Linked DNA regions of Gossypium hirsutum: region 2 is linked to region 1. A link is a contact called in public Hi-C data. All regions are on one chromosome and are shown on one strand. Each heading gives the region's core, a stretch centred on a gene start, on an enhancer-like site or on the middle of the called end of the contact. The rest is flanking DNA. Distances are from core to core; before and after follow the strand shown.

Evidence for each region. Hi-C and Micro-C count contacts between places; a contact is called where the count stands out from the background.
Region 2: a contact with region 1 is called in a Hi-C map of leaf, with 2.4 times the contacts expected there. The contact joins the enhancer-like site here to the promoter of LOC107895202 in region 1. A contact is called at or near these places in 3 of 34 Hi-C or Micro-C datasets (all in leaf).

What each region holds. Positions count from the first base shown.
Region 1 is chrA13:95,628,609-95,636,055 of Gossypium_hirsutum_v2.1, forward strand. LOC107895202 (histone H2A.6) reads right to left here and starts at 4,307. Exons shown (of 2, transcript XM_016820464.2): 1 at 3,824-4,307; 2 at 2,742-3,294. The coding sequence starts at 4,012. The coding sequence ends at 3,079. It overlaps LOC107895201 (formin-like protein 5), which reads right to left and starts at 1,621. Exons shown (of 7, transcript XM_041085333.1): 1 at 675-1,621. The coding sequence starts at 851.
Region 2 is chrA13:95,715,470-95,722,916 of Gossypium_hirsutum_v2.1, forward strand. No RefSeq gene overlaps it. Among protein-coding and RNA genes, the nearest start is that of LOC121213302, 12 kb to the left of the region's middle. Within about 2 kb of position 4,587, at least 8 of the 9 cell types and tissues checked have an H3K27ac peak or open chromatin away from gene starts, as enhancers often do. A contact at or near this core is called in leaf, where this site is marked.

The sequences.
Region 1 (7,447 bases), core at 3,057-5,556:
CAGTTCATATTACAAGCGTTGAACTTATTAATAACAATTGTCATTACTTAACATTTGTTTTCATGATTTATGTTGTTAATTCTCGATGCCACCGTTATCAGAAAACAGTAATAATAAGCCTGAAAAACATTACAAAACATGATTCAAGACAATTTCAGCAGTTTTCAAAAAGTCAAACATGTAATGCCTCTTCTAGTTCTCAAAAGTTGAGCATGCACCATCCACCCATATATGCAAGCTGCTGGTATTGTCAAAAAACCCTTGCAAATTGCAGCAGATATTTCAATGCATTGATGCATACTTGTTTCCACCTCTAATATTGTTCCAACCAACTTACGTACATACCTCATCAATAATCAATGTGGAAATTACAAAAACTACTTCATACTTCTAAATAAGCATTGGTTAACTGCTAGATTGTGGTCTCATTGAACAAGCTGTCAACCATTACAACACCAACAATAAAAGGCTTAAGCACCGTTTCAAAGAACCTGAAGAATTTTCTAATAAACAAATCCATAATTGATTTCAATCCATAAACAAACGTTGTTCAAGCAAAACCAATTGCATTCAATGGACATTAAAATAAACAAAACAAATAACAAAACCAACTGTTTGTGTAAAATGAGTTTATAGGAGAATAATGGAATGAAGAGAAGAGCAAACTGGTTTACCAGATCATCATAAATCTCCCCAGTTGATGGATCCACTAATTGATTAAGGAATGCTTCTTCTTCTTCTTCCTTAGTGTAATCTAAGCTGACAGCAAATGATGCAAAAAGCAGAACTACCAAAAACCACAAACTATTGGTTCTTATGAGACCCATTTGTCCTTGTACCATCAGCATCATCACAAACAGAAAAAGGGGTCATTTCATTTCATCAATAAAGAGAACCCCTCACCACCAACACAACCCAAAACCTTTCAAAATTATCCTTATCATATAGCACCAATTCAATTCAATTTTCCCTCAAAAGAAACCCTTAGAATTTTTTTCCTCCAAAACTTGATGAAATATTGAAACTTGGAATCAGAAATCCAGAAACCAAACAAAACACGGAATTTATCTTCCCTCAGAGAGATAAAAAATGGGGTGAGGATCATTATTTTGAAACAAAAAAACCCAGAAATGAGCTTGAAAAGAAAAATAAATAAAAATAAAAACCAATAAATTTCAAATCTTTTCTTCTTAATTTTACCGACCATTTGTATTGGTAATTCAAAGATGTTGAAATTTGACCAGAAATGGGGAAAGATAGGATCCTATTGTTATGACCAGATCCCATCAATGGCAGCAGCTCACTGAAAACATATATATACATTAGCTGTTATCATGCATGTAGAAAAGTTGATAAGGAAAACATTGCCTTCATTTTGATCACGGGTTCTTACAATGAACAGATAAAATAAAATGTTTCCAAGGTTAAGGCTTCCTCTTTTTGTTGGGTTTGAAATGAAAAAAAAGAGTAGAAAAGAAGAGGGGGCAAAAAAAGCATTTTAATTTTAAAGAATGCATTTTAGGGATATAAAATGAGGCTTTCAGGGGGTGGGTAATTAGCGGAGTAATTAAGGATCTGTTATGACAGGTTAATTGGAGAAAAAACCTTTCATAAATTAGTGATAATTTTTACTAGTTTTGAAAAGATTATTCCTTTTTTTAACTAATGTTTTTGTATCTAAAAATTGAAACAAACACAAGGACCAGATATGAAATATTACAGATTGTTAACAAGGATGCTATATTTATTATCCATTTTGGATGCTTTATTTTTTAACAAGGACATATAAATTCAATTGATCATTATTTTCATCAATAAAAATTTTAAAAATGAATTATGACAAGCTGATTTTCCATTGAACCATGAGAAGTATCAAAGTCTTAAAATGATTACTGGGGCTCATCAGTTGGGATTAGCCAAAACAACATTTTAATACACCTTTTTCGTTTAATATTAAAAACGATGTCGTAGTAATTTAAATACAACATAGACATACAAAATAGAAAAATAGTACCAATTAACACGAATATGAACCAACATCATTCCCAAGGATGTTATAGAATAGGTTATAGAAACACAAGCTGAGCTAAGCTTAACATGCATGTATAGGTCCTTCAGCTAAAAGGGATCTTTGATTTTGCCATAAATGTTGGTTTCATTATGCCCTTCTGGCCTTTGCACTTACATGTTGGTTAGTTGCATGAAAATGGCTATGGGCGGGGGGGGGGGGGTGGTTCACTTTTAGGGTTTTGGCCTACAATTTCAACCTGCAACATAAAAAACCAGAACAAGATTCTGAATCCCAACACCATCACATCAATCTCACTTCTAAGGTCTTTTTACAACCCAAATCATGAAATCCTACAAATTCACAACACACATCACATACTACATAGGATTCTACATCTGTTTTAGTAGTCATATAACACACATCTAAATACTACCCCCTTCCAAATGGCAACAAATTTTCACAAAAATACAACACCAAAACTTTAACCAGCACAAGCATTAATCACCTTCACACTTGTCATAATAAGATTTTTTATTTTGTTAACAAATAAAGTAAAAACACACTTTTAAAATATTATAATGCATATAATTACAAATAAAACAGTCAACTATTACATTAAATACGCATTCACTATGCAAAAGTAACAAGCTTCAATTAACGCACATGTTAACCAGAACAAACAACAAAACCAATCATCAAGATTAAGATCAAAAACAAGAAAATACACAAATTGAAATTGAAATATTGCATTCATTTCATTAATGAAAAAAAAGTCACAGCTCTTCTATTGACCAAGTAACAGATATTGATGATTAGATTATATTCACATTAAACTAAGAAGCCTAAACTACCTACTAAACTAAACACCGTGAACAAACTACAATCCCACAAAAGACATTTGAAACACATGTTTTTCTTCATCTTCTTCAAACCCTAATCTCAAGAAACTAATGACAACAATCAAAACTAAAATTCAAGACCTGTTCCATCTCAGAACCGCATTAACACATAAGGAACCGGGATGCATTTCTCGCCAGCTTTCAGAATCTAAACTAATTGATCTGGATCTAATCATCATCCCCGCCGGAAACCTTTGAGGAGCCTCCGGCTTTCTTGGGGAGGAGGACGTTGTGGATGTTGGGCATCACACCTCCATTGGCAATCGTTACATCTCCAAGTAGTTTGCTAAGTTCTTCGTCGTTCCTCACAGCAAGCTGGATATGACGTGGCACAATTCGGGTTTTCTTGTTGTCTCTGGCGGCATTTCCAGCAAGCTCGAGAACCTGAAATAAGGATACAATTTGCATTGACATTAGGAAAGGAGAAAACACTGAATATTCAATAAATTTAATATGGTTTTTATGTACATACAAACCCTAATTTCTTCTAAATTTGAGGATTAAAGTATCGAAATCTCGTGAAAATCTAAGCTTTCAGAATTAGTAGCAAATTGTTTTTCAGTGGATAAACCCTAATTTAGCAGCCCAATGAACTGAAAAGATATTACATTTAAAAATATAAAGCATAGATCTGAATTCATAAAAAATATATGGAAACCCTAGTTTAGAAACAGATCCATAATTTTTTTTTTTAAAAAGCCAAATTTTCAAAATAAAATTGCTGAAACTTTCTCGTTTTAAAGTATTTTGAATAAAAGAAAAAAATTTCTCTATGGGAGAAAATTGGAAACCCTGGATTAGGTCACAAACAAAAATAAACAACTTTAAAAAATAAAAAAAATAAAAAAAAACTTATCGATTAATCCCTAAGAATTTAAAACCAAATAAACCCATATTAGAAAAGTCACGGTACCTCAGCCGCAAGATATTCAAGAACGGCAGCGAGGTAAACAGGAGCTCCAGCTCCGACACGTTCAGCATATTTTCCAGCCTTAAGGAACCGAGCGATACGACCCACCGGAAACTGAAGCCCGGCCTTGCTACTCCTCGATGTCGCCTTCTTCGAGGCCCCGGATCCAAGAGTTTTACCCCGACCTGCCATTGTATACTCGCAACGAAGATGATGAATTCCAAAAAAACGAAAATGCAAAATACAAAGGCGTGGAATGGAGAAAGATCTAAGTGATACAATTGTTGGTTGTTTAGGTATATATACATATATATTGGAAGCGTAAGGGAATTAGCCAGTGGGAAGAGAGGACGCGGATCGATGACAAAAACCGATGGATGATGAAGAAATAAACGGTTCAGATTTGAACTGAACACCGCTTCGGCTTTTTTTGATTATGGGGATTTTAGTTAGTTAAAATCTGAGGGAAAGTTTTAGGTCTAATTTTGCTCTCAATCCTTCTATTCTTCACATATTTGAAATTTAATCACTTTTTTTTTATTTTTTTTTTAGGATCCGAAGTCTCATTAATAATAATGTAAAAGAAATTCCATTAAAACTTAGTTTTTATTTTAAATAAGCAAATAAAATGTTGAGTTTAAATTTTTAAAATTTTTTAGAATAACCTTACATATCATATTATTGGAATTTCACAAACTAAATTTTGTTTTTAAAGTTTTTAAAAATTTCACAAAAATATGATAAAATTTAGTTTGTGAAATTCCAATAAAATGTTGAATTTGTGAAATTCAAGAAGTAGTTTTTATTTCAGGCAGCTTTAAATTCGCCACCTGACTTCTTTTAAAGTAATGTGATGTTAAAAATATCACATAATTCCTTTTATAATGTTATTAATTATACTTCAATAAAATTTATGGTATTAAAAGTAGAGTATCAAATTTCAAATATGCAAATAATACAACATTTGAAAGTATTAAATTCTTAGGAAGAGCTTTGTGCAAATCTCTAATAAACTGCCAACAACCTCTTGCTCTAACAATAAAGTATTATGTTGTAAGTATAAAATTTTGAGTTTGATTTCATGTAACCTTATCCCTCTCTTAATTATAAAGAAAATCTCTAATAAATTTAAATTTGTTTGAATATAATTATTAGATGATGCAATTACAATTATTGCTAAGCTAGAATCTTAGGTTAAATTAGAAAAATATGCCTTTTTTTTTTAATTAGAGAAAGATGTCGGTTTTTGAGAGAATGTGTGAAAATACATCCAGCTGGAGGCGCTTTCCTCCAACAGTCATTTTCCCAATAGCTTCGTAAATGTTGGCAATGATAAAAAATTTTAACAGGGCCAATGATTTTTTTTTAAAAATATCAGGCCATTTTTCATTCTTTTCACTCAAATCAAATTCTCTCAATTCTCTCAATTTTTGTTCGAAATTTTCCTATACACTTTGTTTAAAACTACTATAGTTTTATTTAATTATTTCATATATTCATTTTGATTAAATTTTCACAAATGACAAGCTCTTTGATTCATTTCGATAACAAGCACATTTCCGCTGCTCAAACGATAATGGTAAAAAGAAATTTTAAATTTCGTTATTTTCAATTAAGTTAAATTTGAAGTTTTTTAATTTTTAAAATATTTTATTTTATTGATATAAATATGCGGATGATCGTGTTTTGGAGAAGTTTATACATAATTTGTCAAAGAGGTTAGACACTAAAATTTGTGGTTATCTGCAAGACGTGGGATTCTTACATGTCTAATATGCTCGAGGGCTACAAATTGGATCCTACACTCATCAGTGCGTTGGTGGAATAATGAAAACCCGAGACACACACATTCCATCTTTCATACGGCAAGTGTACAATTACACTTGAGGACGTAGGTTTACAACTTGATTTACTGGTGGATGAACCAATTGTTATAGGGCCAACGATCGTTTCCGATAAAAAGGACCTTTGCAATGCATTTTTGGGGAAGGTGTCGAACAAGTTTCAAGGTGACTGCATAGATATGAAGTGGTTGGAAACTAATTTCAAAGAACTTCCTTCGAACGCACCCGATGTTGTCAAAGAACAATATGCCTGATCATCCATCCTAAGGTTAATCGGGGGCATTCTAATGCCTAATAAATCTCAAAATTTGGTACACATAAGGTGGCTACTACGCCTAGTAGACTTCAAAAAATGTAGATGACTGAGTTGGGGATTAGCCATGTTGGCCACGTTATAGCGAGAGTTGTGTCAGGCGACGAAATCGAATAAGATGTTAATCGATGGTTGTCTCCTCCTACTGCAGTCATGAGCGTGGTTACAACTGCCATTTTTACACCCTCGAATGAACGACCCTTATACGTTCCCATTGGTGAAAAGGTAAAAATCATTTGATAATAATATGCAGTTAATATAATAAATGTTGTTTATTTATTATATGTTTGAATTAACATATCGCTTAAATAGAAGGAACCATGGGCCAAGTAATACAGGACTACCGGAGCACCTCGAAGATATTCAGCTGTTGTTAGATCAACGCTTGGAAGCTGATGTTAGTTACTGATTTTCTTCAAACCTATAATAATTATGCAATGATTTTTAATTTAAAATTTCATACATAACAAAATTTACAATTGTGCATTGTAGTTTGAATGGATGTTATACACCGATTCAGATATCATAGACTACATCCCGCTAGAATTTTTTGTCATTTTAGAGTATGTTGGATGCCAATGTGCCATTGATAGTGTACGCAACGATGGAGATGTACAAATCAGATCGAGTGATGCGACAGTTCGAGTAGAGGCAAAAAATTTTGTTGTCATCGCAAGACATGGAAGCACGGCACAAGCTTGATTTGCAGGAGAAAATTGACGAAAATTGGCGCGATTACCACAATGAGTTCATCGACATTTGGGATCGTAGGATGAAATTCTTACCCATCTGTGAACTTTTTTTCTTATCAGATACAACGGCCTGTTTGAAGTACATGCCTTGGTTTAAAGTAGCTGGCAAGCCGTATCTACTGTCGATGGAGGCGATGAGTAGGCAACTTCGTCAAAAAAGGCCACGACGACCGCCCTAGCAGAGTAAGTCCGGAGGAGGTGCCGTGACGAGTTCATCCCTAACTCTAACCCAACAAGCACCACTGATGTCTACACCACATCCCGGCTAGTTCACTCCACTTATTCCTGTTCATTTCACTAACCCCGTGTTTTTTTTTCACAAGTACCACAATATACACCACCACAACACCCTGCATCTACACCTCACGTAGGTACCTTTCTTGGGGCACTTTCCTTCCCAACATTCTATGCCCCTATGTCGACACAGATGTCGACACATGTACCGACAATGATGCCATCATCAATGGCAGTACCGATGCCCATATCAATGTCAAAGTATCTAGGTTTTATGACATCGTACAGTTATTCACCGATAGTGTCACAAACACCTACTGCGTTTTTGCTTTATCGAGGTGGGTCATCGACGCAACCACCTTCTCATGGAGTAGAGGACACACAATGAAAGGATAGGACGCATTCAAGCACAGTGGAAGACAATGGAGACGAAAATGAAGCCAATGGTAAATATGAAGATGAAGACAACAGTGGAGATGAAGAC
Region 2 (7,447 bases), core at 3,337-5,836, 87 kb after region 1:
TGCAAAGGTAGATGAGCTTGAGCCGAACTAGAGCCAATATGTTTCTTCAGTTGCGACACATGAAAAGTAGGGTGAACGCGAGAGCCTGGAGGTAACTTTCAAGTGTAAGCCACAGCTCGGACTTTTTTGAGCAATGGAAAAGGCCTATAATACTTGGGAGATAACTTCTGATTAAGCACTGTTCGCACTATTTGCTGTCGATAGGGTTGTAGATATAAATACACTAGATCTCCAACGTTAAAACTATTTTCTAAGCGATGTTTGTCAGCAAATTGTTTCATACGAGATCGAGCACTTTTTAAGTGAAAATGCAACTGCTTCCTAGCGGCCTCCCTAGCCTGCAAACTTCTGTCTACTACTGCTACAGATGGGGTGCCTGCTAAGTAAGACATATGTGTGGGTGGTGGTTGCCCATATAATGCTTCATATGGGGTCAACTGGATAGAAGAGTGAAATGAGGAATTGTACCACCATTTGGCAAGAGGTAGCCACTGGAACCATTGTGAGGGTGTTTCACGAGTCATACACTGCAGGTAATTTTCAAGACATCTATTTAAGACCTCCGTCTAGCCTTCTGTTTGAGGGTGGTATGCCGTGGATAATAAGAGTTTGGTCCCTGCTTGTCGAAAAAACTCTTGCCAGAAATTGCTAACAAAAATTTTGTCCCTGTCGGATATGATCAAGTTAGGCATATCATGAAGCTGATAGAAATTTTTTAGATATTCCCAGGCCACTTCCTTAGCTGTGTATGGGTGAGATAGAGCCGCAAAATGTCCATATTTAGTCAGATGATCTACCACTACTAAAATGGAATTTTTCCTGTTCGAGTTTGGTAGGCCCTCGAGAAAGTCTAAACTGATGATGGACCAGGCTCGGTTAGGAACAGGTAACGGCTGCAGAAGTCTTGAAGAAGCCACTGTTTCACTTTTGTACCGTTGACAGACCAAGCATTCTCGAATCCACTTTTTAACATCAGTAGTGAGACCTATCTAGTATAATAGACTAGCTAAACGCTTCCTAGTGGCATGCATCCTCGAGAGCCCCCTATAGCACTAGCATTAAAGTGTTGAAACAATTCTCGTCGTAGCTGTAGGTCCTTCCTAACTATAATTTTCCCTCTTCTGCGTAAGAAATGACCATCCCATGAATATTTTTGGTTCTGAGCTCCAGGCTGATGAACATCTTGTATGATTTTCTTGAGCTTATCATCAGGCTCATATGAATGTTGCACTGAGCTAGTAGATTCGAGATGACAGAACTCGTTGACAAGTGGAAAAGTTGACCTTGGTCTAGCTGAGGTTGTTGAGACAGTGCATCAGCTGCTCTGTTATTGACTCCCTTCCTGTAAGAAACCTCAAAGTCGTAGCCCAACATCTTAGCCACCCAACATTGTAGAAATGGAGTGACTGCTACTTGATCAGACAAAAATTACAGACTCTGATGATCAGTACGTATCTTGAAGTGTCTTCCCACCAGGTAAGCATGCCATTTCTTCACAGCCAACAGAATAGCCAACATTTCGTTTTCATAGATTGATAGGGCCTGATGTCGAACCCCTAAGGCTTTGTTGAAGTATGCCACTGGTCTCCCTTGCTGCTGCAACACAGCTCCAATTCTAGTCGCACAAGCATCAGTATCCACTGTAAATTCGAGCTGAAAATTTGGTAGCACCAAGACAGGTGCTGTGCAAAGGGCATTTTCAAGTGATTAAAACATGAAAGTAGCCTGTTCAGACCATTGCCATCCATTCTTCTTTAACAAATCGGTAAGAGTTTTGCCAACACTCCATAATGTCAAATAAACCTCCTATAATACCCGGAGAAACCAAGAAAGCTTCTTAATTCCTTGACAGATTAAGGAACTGGCCATGATGAAACACATTCAACCTTAGACTTGTCCATAGAAACCGTTCCAGCATATAAAACATGGCCTAGGTACTCGATTTGAGTAGTGTCAAACATTTATTCTTCTTGGCAAACAATTGTTGGTCCCTCAAAAGACATAGAACCTATCTTAAATACTGCAGATGTTCGATCCAAGAACTCGAGTACACCAGCATATCATAAAAAAAATAGAAGCACACATTTTCTCAATAATGGCTTGAAGATCGAGTTCATAGGAGCCTGAAAACTAGAAGGGGCATTAGTGAGGCCAAAAGGCATTACGAGAAATTCATAGTGCCTTTCATGTATTCTGAAGGCTGTTTTATGTATGTTGGATTCCCTCATTCGAATTTGATGGTATCCTGACTTCAGGTCCAGCTTGGAAAACACTCGAGCTTCCCCTAGCTCATCTAATAACTCCTCAATTATAGGGATAGAAAATTTGTCCTTAATTGTATGCTGATTTAGTTGTCTATAATCCACACACAACGACCAACAACCATCCTTCTTCTTAACCATTACTATAGGAGAAGCAAATGAGCTGTTGCTGTTTCTAATTATCCCCGCTTGAAACATCTCATGAATTAATTTCTCTATTTCAGTCTTTTGAATGGTTGGGTATCAATAGGGTCAAACCTTTATCACCACACTTTCATCTTTTAAAGAAATTCTGTGATCATGCAATCGAGGAGGTGGTAACCCCTTAGGCACCTGAAAGACATCTACAAATTCTTCCAACAGTGCCTGAAGATGTTCTTCAGATTCCTTAACTGTGATGGTTGATAGTGCTACTTGATTGGGCGTGTTCATTATCACTGTGTAAGGTCCCAATGCCTGTCCCATAATCACAAAATATTTTTCATTTGAACCATACTCCTCCACGGCCAAAGAACCAGGAACAGTGCCTTGAATAATACAGGTCTGACCCTTAACCATAAATTACATGGTTAATGAGCTAAAATTCTAAACAATGTCCCCTAACATCAATAGCCATTGAACTCCCAAAACCATGTCACATCCTTTTAGTGGAAAAACAATAAAGTCTATTTCAAAATGATGGTTTTGGACCTCCCATGACACTTCTTTACACATTCCACTAGTAAAGAGACAACTCCCATTTGCTATAGGCACTTTCAACTTCTCTTGAGGTATTACTGGCAAAGACAGTCTACTTACCAGCTTTGCATCTATAAAATTATGCATACTACTAGAGTCAACCAAAATAATGGCTAGAATCAATCCTACCCGAGTAGCTGCCCTCATGGTGTTATGGCTTTGTAACCCATTGAGAGCATGTAACGAAATCACAGGGGATTTCGACGGTTCTTCTTCCGAATTTCCTTCCTCGAGCTTCTCTGAACACTCTTGAAATTATTTTGTTTCACTGTCAGATAAAGGCTCCCACAAAAACTGGTATAACAGCGATTTAACACATTTGTGCCACGTATGGTATTTGGCTCGACACCAGAAGCAAAAACCTTTCTGCTTACGTTTTGCCATCACAGCTGGAGAAATAGATCGAGTGCCTGACTTGTTGATTGAAGCATTGCTCATAGACTGTGAAGCAGAAATAGATCTTGTAGATGATGAGGAGTAGCCTGATATGATGAAAGAATTCAACATCGATCTAGGTGAGTTACTCGAAGGTGTAGGAGACTTCTTTGCTGGACAGGATAGGAGCACCTCGATTTTCCTAGCTAACTGAAAAGCTTCCATCAGCGTAGCAGGTTCAAATAGATCCAAGTAGTGACCAATCTCAATTTTTAAATTGCTAAGAAAAATGCTAGTGGCATAAGGTTCGGGTAGATACAATTGATTCAATAGTCCTACGAACATATCTTGATATTGTTCCACCGTACCTTGTTGTTTCAAGTTAACTGGCTCCTTCATAGGGTTGCCAAATTAACCAAAACCAAAATGATCCTGCATATTCTTCATGTATGCTGGCCACGACAGCATCTGGAGACCCCCATTTCGCTGGGAGTAAAAATGATGCCATTCTAACGCTCTCCCTTCTAGATTCAACATCACCACATAGACCTTGCTAGACTCTAGTATTCTCTTAGCCTCAAAATACTGCTCAAGATTGGACCACCATCCTCAAAAATCATTACCATCAAACTTGGGACATTCAAGCCTACTGACCTTCTCAAACACCCCAACCACAGGTGATTGATTCCTCAAATGCACGCTCCTTACATCTGCCAAGTTCAGTCCAACAGGAACAGTGGGTGCTTCGACCTCCTTTTGATAAAAACCAGGTGGTGCTTCGAGGACCCCTTTCCCATTGTCAAAATACTGACTCAAGAGTGCTTACAAATCCCCTCAGAACTCCTCTTTAAAAGTTTGAAACTTGGAGTCCATCGTTGCTTCTAAACGAGCCATTCTCTCTTGAATTTTGGCAATTTCTTACTGCATACTGCCCCCCTCTTTCTGCAACCTCGTCAAAACTCCATCACCGGCCATTGTAGGGATCGTAGAGGCTCTGATACCTTTGTTAAGATCTCAAAAATTCCACAGAAAATGTCGAAGAAGAAGAAGAATGGAAGAGAGAACAGAGGAAGAAAAGTTCAGAAAATTTCTTAATGTTTTTCCATAACCGTTTCTCCTATACAATTCATGCTTAAAAGGAGAGAATAACAGCAAAGAAAAGACGTGGCACTTACAGTTGTGCAAAACGCACCGAATCACTAAACTATGCGCCCCGTTTTACTGATTCAATTTTAAGATTGAAACTCACCGTTTTACTTAATGAACTAACCGTTGCAACTAACCGTTATTTTAACAAAAATATTTTGACCCATAACAGGAAGGAAAACAAGGGTTATTGCCGAGGGTTTGGATTGATGAGGTGTCGCTAAGGGTAGAAGCAAAGGCCGAAAAAAATAGAAGATATATGAGATGAAGGGGTTGAATGGGTCAGAGAAAATGGGTATTGAGGCTTCTGATGGTTCGAAACTATAGGATCGATCGTGATGTTTTGAGGGTTGTTGATCTGTGGGAGCAAGACGATGGTTGTAGAGACGTCGATGAAGGATGCCGGAGAGATGGGGCTGCTGCGTTTCTTGTCGAAAGAAGCTTTTGGTTTTCTTGTTTCTTTTATTTTTCTGGTTCTGTTTTTCTAGGGTTTCTTAAGAAGGCGGTGAGTTTTCTTTTGATTTTTTTGGGGTTTTTTTAAGTGGTTTTATTCATTTTTTGCAATTTTCCACCGTTGTTTTGTGTCACTTGCTTGGTGATAGATTAACTCATGCATATATGCAATTATTTATTGATAATGGCATTTCATCGGTCTTTAATTTTTTTAAAAAAAAGAGAAAATAATTTAAAAAAATCAGTTTTTTTTTAAAATAAGGGACAGGGAAGGGTTGAGAGCAATCTGTACACAGAAATTTCGCTGAATTTTTCTTAAAAAAATTCAATATTTAAAAAACCAAAAATTTCATATTTAGTTTAAATTTTATGTGACATTTATAAGCAGTTAACATTCCATGGGAAAAAAAATATCCTTAGCATAATTCAGTTGAAGGTGTGGTATGTGGAGGAAAATTCTCATAAGGCCAATAGCTGATTTGATAACAAAATATTAAAGATATGTACATATTTTCATAATTAAATTCAAATAAAATAGATTAGATTTACTATTGATTTGTGATTAGGCTAAATTTTGAAAGAAAACACTCTTCCAAAGTCTAAACCACCCACTTTTAGATAAGTCTAGAATTAATGTCATTTCGAAATAGTTACTTTTAAAAAAAAATGAATATCAAATAAAATATTATTTAAATACAATATAAACAAATAAATTTGTTGAAGAAAAATCTGAAATAGTTTGTCGGCTGTTTAAAGCACATGCCGTCCGCACCTTATTTTGGACAATCAAAATTGCCTTTGCCTTTCGCCTCATTCTTTAGACTTGACCCTAAGATTTCTAAATTTCCAAGGCTTCTTGGAACATTGACCCCAGACTAGTACTAATTGCACACCCACAATTTATTAAATATTATTTCTGGCCACCTTATGCATTTTATCACAATAGAATTATAGTATTATATGGTATTCATATACTGATATAATACCAAATTATATAATTAAAATATAAAAAATAATATAAATAGGATGTGAATATATATCAAAATTATTATAATCTGATAAAATCAAGGCAGTTAGTACGATTGTTTTTCTAATTGGTACCATATTGATTTCTTCGGATTGATTGTTATTTTTGGATAACATTTATAAAAATAATAAATTACAATAGAGGTCACTCAATTATGATTTTTTTAATGGTCCTTTAATTATTATTATTTTTGTTACCTAATTATGAAAAGTTATAAAATATTACCCGACTATTCAATTTTATTTTATTTTGGTCACTAGCTTGCTAATGCAAAAATAGAAATATCTAAAAATCTAAGATAGTTGGGTGACAAAAAAAAAATCGAATAGTTGAATGAACATATTGTAACTTTTTATAGTTAGGTGACAAAAAAATACTAATAATTGAGTAACCATTTTATAACTTTTCTTAGTTGGGTGACTACTAATGTAGTTTTTCCTATAAAAATTACAATTATCAAATAAATAAGATTAATAAAAGTAGGAGAAACTACACTGATAGTTACTCAACTATTAATAAATTTATTTTTTAGTCACCCAATTATAAAACGTTACAAAATAACTATCCAACTATTCATTTTTTTTTAAAACCCGTAACCGTTAAATGGCATAGGAAAAGATAACTTACAAGGTTTACTTAAATAAATACACATAAAAGACTTCTTATTATTGCATGGAAGGCTTCTTTTATATATATATATGTATACTATAATTTTATTTTGACAAAATTAAAGACGAAAATTCATATAAGGCTCTATTTGTTTCATTGAAAATGACTTCTGGAAAATGATTTACTTTTGTGGAAAAGCTAATATTTTCTGGTGTTTGGATGAATCTGTGTAAAATATTTTCTGTTGTTTGGTAGATTTCTTAAAAATATTTCATAAAAGTTGTTTTCAGTTAAACAAACATATATTTGAGCTTTTCTTATTTTTTCATTGTTTAATTGAATTTATTTTATCTATAATTTTATGTTTTACATTGTTTTTGTATATATTAAAAATATTATGTTAAATTCAAATCCATTATAACGTCATTTTTTTATTACATGACTACTAAGTGAGTATTTTTTTATTTAAAAATGTGACATCAACAAAATTGACAAAAAAATTAGCAATGTCAACAATTGGACTTGATTTTCAAATTTGAAAAGTAAATGACTAAATTCTTAAAAATAAAAGTACAAAGACTAAATTAGAAATCTGTGAAGTGTACATAAACTTATGACATATTTTAACCTTTATACTACAAAACATTTATTATTAATATATTTATAATTGTAATAAATATTTATTATTAAAATATTAATATTGAATATTTGCAATAATATGTGAATAATATTATTTAAAATTATAATTTTTAAAATTTATTATTAAAATAAAATTAAAATATTAAATAATTTATTATTTTAATAAATTATATTTATTATATTAATAGTTTATTATATG